2 separate regions of the Mus musculus genome follow, and region 2 is linked to region 1. A link is a contact called in public Hi-C data. All regions are on one chromosome and are shown on one strand. The core of a region is the stretch at or near the end of the contact, and the rest is flanking DNA. Distances in the headings are between cores, read along the strand shown. Region 1 overlaps Kcnk12 (potassium channel, subfamily K, member 12). Region 2 holds the start of Kcnk12 (potassium channel, subfamily K, member 12).

Evidence for each region. A called contact is a pair of places that touch in the nucleus more often than the background predicts.
Region 2: a Hi-C map of cortical neurons shows a contact between it and region 1, with 1.9 times the contacts expected there. The contact joins the promoter of Kcnk12 here to the enhancer-like site in region 1. A contact is called at or near these places in 1 of 39 promoter capture datasets (macrophages), 2 of 484 Hi-C or Micro-C datasets (cerebral cortex and cortical neurons), 2 of 115 datasets of contacts at active chromatin or transcription factors (both in embryonic stem cells) and 2 of 9 other capture datasets (adipose tissue and liver).

The regions. Positions count from the first base shown.
Region 1 is chr17:87,760,078-87,764,924 of GRCm38.p6, reverse strand. The region is part of intron 1 of Kcnk12 (potassium channel, subfamily K, member 12); the gene reads left to right. Among named protein-coding and RNA genes, the nearest start is that of Kcnk12, 35 kb to the left of the region's middle. Within about 2 kb of position 1,519, at least 57 of the 459 cell types and tissues checked have an H3K27ac peak or open chromatin away from gene starts, as enhancers often do. A contact at or near this core is called in cerebral cortex and cortical neurons, where this site is marked.
Region 2 is chr17:87,796,115-87,800,474 of GRCm38.p6, reverse strand. Kcnk12 (potassium channel, subfamily K, member 12) reads left to right here and starts at 2,481. Exons shown (of 2, transcript NM_199251.1): 1 at 2,481-3,411. The coding sequence starts at 3,021.

The sequences.
Region 1 (4,847 bases), core at 270-2,769:
TGGAGTTTTACATTTCAGCAGACAGCAAGCAGGAAGAGAGAGTCACACTGGGCCTGGCTTGAGGATTTGAAACCTCAAGCCCATCCTGAGGGACACACTTCCTCCTGTGAGGCCACATGCACTCCAACGAGGCCATGCCTCCTAATAGCACCAATCTCCTAGTGACCAAGCATCCAAATCTATAAGCCTACGGGGGGGACCATTCCTATTCAAACCACCTCAGCCCCCATCCCCAAACTTATTCCACAGAGCTAGGGTAGCATCCTGATCACAGCAAACCTCGGTGTGGGATGGTCAGGTATGTGTACTGAAGCAAGACCACAGCTTCATCCTTTTACTTGTGGGCTGGGGGGCAGGGCAGGGTGGAGTTCGAGAAGACAGTGGAAAGGCTTTGGGTTCACAAACTGTGCCCTGTGTTCTATGTTCTTTCCTACTCGGCCCTTCCCCAAGCCTGTGTAATGGCTCTGGATTGCACCTCCGAAAGCACTAATGGGGTGCTAGGCCTGGGGCTCCAAAGGTTTCATTCACTCCAAGGTTCCACTTACTTCCTCTACCACACATGGTCATTGGCTTTCCTGCTACAGCGGCTGAGAGCAGAGTTTGCACTTAGAACCAGCCCACCCTATGTCATCAGCTTAGCCATGGTAATCCCACCCTTGCTGACCCCTGCCGGACTCTCAGGGAGGCTCTGAGCTGATATGGTAGTTGCTTTGATGGACTTGTCTGCCAGCCCCTAGATGGGGCATGTCAGCAGGTTAGCAGGGTAGACAGGGATTCTCTGTGGACCCTCCTGGGTACTTCTCTGGATGTAGCAGTGGGTCTATTTTCCTTGTGCCTTCTTGTCTACTATGAACAATTCAACAATTCACCATCTGTGGAGGGGTGGGGGGTTGCTGGCAGATGTAGAACACCATAATCAAAAAAGACCAAGACTGTGCATCTCTGTAGGTCACCGAGGCATCCCCAGAACCTGGCAGCTAGCTTTTAGGGGCTCTGTCCCCTCTCTCTGTAAGTACCATGTCTCTTCAGCCTGGACACAGAGGCCCCCAAGGCAGCCTGAGGCTACACAGGAGGGCAGGAGGAAGCTATACATGGAGATGTATATAAGGGCCTGGCTAAAGGGAGTTGAATCTTCCCCAGCAAACAGACTTCTTTCCCTTCTAGAACCATGGTATTTAGGGGCTGCCTTCTCCCATCCCTTCTCTTTCTCTCTCTGAGGGTCAGCCAGACTCTTCCTGGTCATCCCTGGAGCACCATAAGAGTTCTCTGAAGTGGGGTGATCAAGGAGCGGGGCTTAACAGGCAGTAGAACAATTCTGCAGCCAGCTGCTCCTAACCCTGTGTTCTTGTTGGCCACACTTCTGCCTCAGCCAAGGCCTTGTCTGGTTTTAGGTTCTGTCTCTGCCCAAAGTCTTGGGCTGAGGCTGGGGTTCTGCTCCTTGGATGGGGGTGCAGGAGGGGTGCTGATCTCATCTTTGAAGGGGATTAGTCATCACCGAGACAGGGACAGAGCTGGGGTGGGTGCAGGATAGAGCCTGACTCTATGTAAATGAGTCATCTTCCCTGCGAGCTCCAGAGGGCCTGCATTTGACAGCGGCTCCCCAGGAGAGGTTGTGGAGCGGAGCTACTCGGAGGCAGGAGTAGTTACCCGGCTTTTAATAACTCAGTTTGTTGAATGATTTCTGGTGAGGAGAGAAGAGTTTAATCCCAGAGACGAGGCACAGAGTGGGGGTTGAGAGCAGCCCCAGCAGGAAATCTATGCCAGGACACAGAGCTCCAGGGAACTGCTTTTTGCTCACAGCTTAACAAAACCTTTCTCATGTTGAAAAGCGCTGGCCTAGCTAGAGGCTGGACTGTGGCTCAGAGGTAAGGAGCTCGCTGTGTGTGTGTACATGTACAAGGTCTTGCATGACATCTTCATCACCGTCAGAGAGAAAACACTGACCTGCCCCATGGAATTCAGTCCCATTTCTCAGCTTCCCTGGCCCCTGAGGCTCCCCAGCCCTCAGCCTCCCTGCCATTAAACAAAGAACATCATCTCCCGGGTCCCAAAAGGCAGGCCAGGCAAGCCTGCCTAGGATGATGGGAGGCAGTACTTTTGTCCTGTGGCTGGCTGGCTCCTGCCTCTGTATCCAGTCACCAGACACTGGAGTGAGACAGACACCCACCCCTGCACTCACAGGCGAGGCCTAAGTCAGACATCCCTGCTTTTCAAATTGGCCCAAGCACAAGCAGCAACTAACATGGAACACAAGGTCTCAGTCTCAGCTTTCCCACCAACATCTACCTGTCTGTCTGTCTGTCTGTCTGTCTGTCTGTCTGTCTATCTATCTATCTATCATCTACCTATCATCGACCTATCATCTATCTATCTATCTATCTATCTATCTATCTATCATCTATCTATGTATCTATGTATCTATGTATCTATCTACCTATCTACCTATTATCTGTCATCTACCTATCATCTATCTATCCATCATCTGTCATCTACCTATCATCTATCTATCCATCATCTATCTACCTATCTATCATCTATCTATCTATCTATCTATCTATCTATCTATCTATCTATCTATCTATCTATTTATCTATCTATCATCTACCTATCATCTATCTACCTATCATCTACTTATCTATCATCTATCTATCATCTATCTATCTATGTATCTACCTATCATCTATCATCTACCTATCATCTATGTATCTATGTATCTATCTACCTATCATCTATCTATCATCTACCTATCATCTATCTATGTATCTATGTATCTATCTACCTATTATCTATCTATCATCTACCTATCATCTATCTATCCATCATCTATCTATCTACCTATCATCTATCTATCTATCTATCTATCTATCTATCTATCTATCATCTACCTATCATCTATCTATCATCTATCTACCTATCATCTACTTATCTATCATCTACCTATCATCTATCTATCTATCTATCTATCTATCTATCATCTATCTATCATCTATCTACCTATCATCTCTCTACCTATCTTTGGGACTTGACAAAGCTGGTGCTTACCCCTACATGGACCTCCTACCATCAGAGAGCCCAGAGGTGAAGCTGAGGCTCAGTGAAGGGAAGAGATGTGTCCCTGACGAAGCCAGGCTGGGCTTGTTTCCAGTGCCCAGATTCCTGTGTAATGTTTTAAAGTGCACTTTTCTCACATATCTGCCCTGAAGCACTTAAGCTGTGATGGAGGGGCCATGTCTGGCCTAAGGTGTTTCTCACAAGGTCCTTCTATCACTCCCTAGCCCCTGTGGAGACCCCGTCCTCCTTCTGTGCTCATAACCACAATGAAAGATTGGCACTGGGTTTCTTGGAGGAAAAATCAGAGGATACAGAGAAGTGTTTTGTCCATGTGGCCTCACTTGTAGAGGGAACAAAACACCAGCTACCACAGCTCCTGCCCTCTGCAGTCCCTGAAAGGTCCAAGCCTTGGGAATGGTGACTTCCTGACTTTCTTTGAGACTTCCAGACTTTTTCATTCCTAGAATGCAGAGCTGGGTTGCATTTGTTCATGCAAAGCTACGAGGTGAATAGAAGCCTCTCCCAGCACTCTCCTTTTCTTTTCCCCACAGATTCGCATACTCCAACAGCCGCACGCAGGCACCAGAAGGCTGAACCTACGTGTGCCCCAGACCCTGTGTACAGCTGATGGGAATGGCATGCCGTTCTCAATCCTGGAGTTTGGCTACTACACTCTTGAAATTCCAGTCTTCAAAACTGAGCACAAACACCCCCTTCACCCACTGGGCTTCCCCAGTCACTCCAGCAGGGGCACTTCCTTCAGGAGGCGCTACTGTGGATGCACCTGGAGGCTGGGGTAGTCTGTAGGGGATGCTGCTGTGTCCTTAGATCCAAGCACTGCCACTCTGGGCACAGCCTTTTTTAACTTCCAAACTCTCTCATGTGACCTCTCTTCCCTTGTCTTATCCCAAGTTCTTCCATCTGCGAACATCATCACTTATACCGTGATCTTGAGCCAGTTACTAACTTCAGCATCTTTATCTGCTAGGTGGATCCCATTTATGAGTCTCACACATGGGTATGATAGCAATTCCCACCACAGTCCATCCAATCAAAGGCACTATTCAGTGTGGATACTGTCAACCATGTATGTATCAGGAGGAATTTAAAATACTGCTAAGTAACTGCCATTGCTTGTAAGGTGCATGACAGTTTGAGACATGCTAAAATGTAACTGTTGGGAAAGGCTGTGGGTTAAAGTCAAGGACACCTGGTGGGTGCATGACAGTTTGAGACATGTTAAAATGTTGCCGTTGAGAAAGGCTGTGAGTTAAAGTCAAGGACACCTGGTGCGTGCCCTGGTGTTAAGGCACGGATTAAGTAGACTGCTATGCAGGTAGCCCTTGGCACAGTGCCTGGGGTTGTGAGGGCTCAGTTGATGCCTGGAGTCCTTTGCCTTCTGTGAGCTCTTCTGTCAGTAACCTTCCTCAGCCCTCCTTAGCCCTCCCTCTCTCAAATGGTTCAGGCTTACCAAGCTAGCTGGTTGTCCACCCTGGAGAGCAACATAGAGCAGGCTGACAAGTTACAGTCCTGAAGTGCCAGGTCTGCGGCTTGTGGCCTGGGAAGTCTCTGATCCTGTCTTTCTCAACATCCATGGAGCATGGCTGAGAACCTCTTTCCTCTCTCCTTTTCCTTGAGTTTATTTATTTTTATTTTGTGCACGTTGGTGCTCTGTATCTGCATGTATAATGTATCGAACTCCAGATCCTCTAGAGTTAGACACGTTATATAATTGTGAGCTGCCATGTGGTTACTGGGAATATAACCTGGGTCCTCTGGAAGAGCAACCCGTGTTC
Region 2 (4,360 bases), core at 1,232-3,731, 35 kb before region 1:
GGGAAGCCTTTGGAAAGTGAGGGTTAGAGGTCACATGACAAGACTGTGGGCAGAATGGCAGCAATGGCTGGCCGTTGGAATGGACCTATGTGAAGAAATTTTGCCAAGGCAAGTCCTCTCCTTAGGAGGCTGTTGCTGCAATTCTGGGCTGAGGTAAAGGCACTGATGATCGCCAGCTGGCACAGTCAGTGGTTAAGTGGGCAAAAACCACATCCATCCTGGGGCTGGTTCTCTAAAGGACCCACATCTAGGAGCAGGGGTTCATCACTTCTATTACATACATAGATTTGTCATTTGGTGCTGAAAGTGAAGCCAAGGGTTTGCTGCTAATCAAGCCACAATCACAAGTCAGAGGAGAGGGTGGGCCCTCTGCCAGCTGGCTGAGAGCTGGACCCAGAGGCACAGGACATGGCAGTCAAGCGCCCCATCCCTACTCTGGGAGTCTGGGCAAAACCCCGAGAGGCCTGGCAGTGCCTTTCAGGGCCATCTCCTGAAACCATACTCTCAAGGCTTCCTTCAGAGCTGACCACCCAAGTGGAGCCTAGTCCCAGAGGTCCATGGCTAGACCATCCTCATTGTCTGCAGGTAGCTGAGGGGAGTCAAAGGCTGGGGACAGGAACAGTTGACCATAACAGCGCGTTGCAATGATGATAGTTGGCAATTGGATAAAGCTCCCACCGTGTGCTACACAGTGCATCAGAGCACTCAGGGCTCTCTCAGTGGACAAGCTGTTTTCTTCCTTAAACCACAAGTAAACCACTTGCCATCCAAGCCTGGAGGCCATGGTGGAACGGGTTTCTTTCCATCTGCGCATACCAAGAGGAGCACAGTCCCCTCCACCCATATTCCGGAGCAGTGTCTCTAAGATGCAAACATCGGTTATTCCTGCCTAGTCATTCATTATCTGCATCCCGAGTCGGGTGCTGCTCAGCATGCATGCTACAGCTTCCAGTGCCAGCCTGTGCCTCCATACATGGGTGGGAGAATCGCAGGTTCACAGCTGTGAAGTGTTCTGTGAGTGGTCCATAGTGAGTCCACCACACTACAAGCACCTCTCTGAATAAATCTTAGCTTGGCATTTTCCTGCAGTAGAAGCTAGCCAGCTTGGCCTTGGCCTGGGGAGGGGACCCAGGTGAGGCAGCTCTGGATTTTTCCAGCGTGGTCTCAGTCACCTGGATTGTCTAAGAAACCACTCTCCGCCCCCACTCCACCCCACCCCGTTATCTATATCACTAGCAGGATCTTCCCTGAGGCCAATGAAAAAGGGAAGGGGACCAAAAAAATAAAAAAGGAGGGGAGAGCTAGCGGGATATGGTGGGATTATCTGTTTATACCTAGGGTGTTCCTTACTACACAACTTTATGACCCCAGCCAAACTGGTTTCTGCCAGGCAGAGAAGGACCAGCGGCTGCGGGCATCATCCGCTATCTTTCCTCTCCGAGGTAGGGTGGAGGACACTTTCCTAGGGTGTTCCAAAGCACACCACTGTTCCTCCTAGCGAGCTTCTACCCTCCTGGCCCTCCACCGCACCCGGGGTGTATCCAGGCTCTCGTCCCTAGGACTGGTGAGCTGGGATAGCATAGAAGCCACAGCAGCACCCGGCCTGTGATCCTCCTGCTCTGGTGGCCCAGAGTTCCCCACCTGCGCGTGACTCCTCCTCCTGTCTCTATTCCGCAGCGTCCGCACCCTGGCGACACGCTGTTTTGGCGACCGCACCTGCGTCGGGGTAGGGTAGGGGACACTCTGGGGATAGAAGGAAATGCAAGGAGGGTCTTGGGAACACCCCGGTGCCGGGTGAGCAACCTCGCCTACGGTGGAGGGGGGGGGGGTGCACTGTCTGGAGCCTCCCACCCGCAGGCTGCGGCACCGATGCGCTGTCCGCGGTGCTGACGCCGGCCGGTCGCTCGGTCGGGAGGGGGAGCAGACGCCCTGGTTCCCGCCGCGCCCGGAGCTCATAGAGGCTGCCTGTCCTCGGTTCCCAAACCGTATCTTTTCACCCAGATGACTCCGCCGGAGTCCTGGAGCTGCGGTTGGACCCAGGAACAAAAGCGTGAGCAAAGGGAACTTAAATTTCAGGCTAGAGCCCGAGAATCGAAAGTCGGGTTCGGCTCCCGAGGGCCCCCAGTCCCTGAGACCTCAAAGCACCAAGTTGAACAAAGTTTCCCAGTGGCTTGAGAAAGGAAGACATTTCGGAGCCCAAGCGCGGGGAAAGAAGGACGAGGTTTTTTAGCGAGCTGGCATCCAGAACGGCAGTGGGACACCTGCTCTGGTGGGACGCACTGTTGCGGCCAGAACGACCTGGAGGCTTCGCAGCAGCCCAACTCTCCACCCATTCCTCCCTTCCTCACTCATCCCTCCCCAACACTCCGCCCCGGGCTCGGATGACTCCGCCTCTCCGTGTCGGGTAGCTCTTCAGCGGTAGCAGGGAAAGGAAGGGAGCGCTTCCCCGGAGGACAAGGCTGGGCTCTGAGGCTCGGAAGCCGACGCCGCCAGCTCAATTATAGGGGAGGAACAGGACTGCTCGCACAGCCTGCGCCTAGGCGAAACCGATCCCCAGCAGCCTCATGGAACGCTCCAGAGGACTCCCTCTGTGCCCTGCCACCGTGCTCCGATCCTAGGCGTCCGGACTCTACGGTTCACCCTGCTCGCAGCCCGCGGCCTGTCCAGAGTGGAGTATGCGGCCCGGAGCCCCATGGACTCTAGCCACCGGGGGCGCTGGCCTAGCTTCGGAGGCAGGAGCCCGAGGGCAGCAAGTGAGGAGCCGCGAGAGGCTGTAAGGCGTCGGGGCGCGGAGAGTAGCGCTCCAGCCCCGGTGTCCGCTGGGCCGGACGACCGGTGCGCGGCCTGAACGCCCGGCAGGAGGCGGATCGCCCTGCCGTCCCGGTTCCGGGAAGACTGCAGGGGGGCTCCGCTGCGGCCCCTGACCTCTGGCCACCATCCTCACGCTCCTGCTCCTACGGCGGGGATGTCACGGCCTCGGCTCCGAGCGCCGCCCCAGCCCCGGGGCTGAGCTGCGGACCATGTCCTCCCGCAGCCCCCGGCCCCCGCCCCGCCGCTGCCGCCGCCGCCTGCCGCGCCCCTCCTGCTGCTGCTGCTGTTGCCGCCGCTCGCACCTCAACGAGGACACCGGCCGCTTCGTGCTGCTGGCGGCGCTCATCGGCCTCTACCTGGTGGCGGGTGCCACCGTGTTCTCTGCGCTCGAAAGCCCGGGCGAGGCGGAGGCGCGGGCGCGCTGGGGCGCCACGCTGCGCAACTTCAGCGCTGCGCACGGCGTGGCGGAGCCCGAGCTGCGCGCCTTCCTCCGGCACTACGAGGCCGCGCTGGCCGCCGGGGTCCGCGCCGACGCGCTGCGCCCGCGCTGGGACTTCCCTGGAGCCTTCTACTTCGTGGGCACCGTGGTGTCGACCATAGGTGAGCGGCGCACCCCGCGCGTCTTTCCTCTGCGCGCCTGTCACTCGCTGCCCTTTCCACGGATCGGGGACCGGGCTGGCGTCCGCGGGATCCTCCTTTCCGTATTGATTTTCCTACTTTTGTCTCACTCTCTGTCCTCTCTCGTCCTCCTACTTTTCTTTCCTGCATTCGGAGCGAGGGGTTTGCCCGAATGGACCATCTCTAGCTCTTTCCAATCGGCTAACACTCATTGACTGTGTGTCAATCAAGAGCCAAACACTTTGAAGGCTCCTTGTTCAGCCTCTGCGCCTTAGTATTGTCCTCTGTAAGAGCGTATGTGAGAATGTATGTCAAGGGCTGCTATTTCCTACCCAACCCAGCCCTTACTATCCTCAGGAATGATTATAAAAGCCATTTCTGCATCCATTCTCAGCGTTTTAATTTCCTCCTCTTCTGTTGACACTCCCCCACCCCCTCAAAGTAAAATCCGTTATTCAAAAGCCAGTCCTTCCGCTTAACTGTTTTACACCATTCCCCCTTGGTTTCCCCCTTCACACACCCCTAACTTCTCCAAATTCTTGACCTCTTGTCTTTGTTTCCCCTTTTCCAACCAGTAGTGGTGCCAAACAACAGCCAGGGGATAGTCGCCTTTACATTATACTTTGATATAAACAGCTTACATTTTCGTAACCTCCGGGGAAAATGTGCAGACTCTTCACACACACACACACACACACACACACACACACACACACACACCTACCTCTGCTTTTTTTTTTTTCAGCTAGATTGAAGTCTCCTCCAGCCACCACTCTGTCCGCCCACTTCCTTTCCCCCGAGTTTGGCATCATGTAAAACAGCCACTTCCCCCATCTATTTAGGTGTACAGAATGCAGAGGAAACAGATTTTGATAAGACTTGCTTGTGCCTCACCTACTCCTTTTCGGAGTCTCAGGGTTGGAGAAGCGCC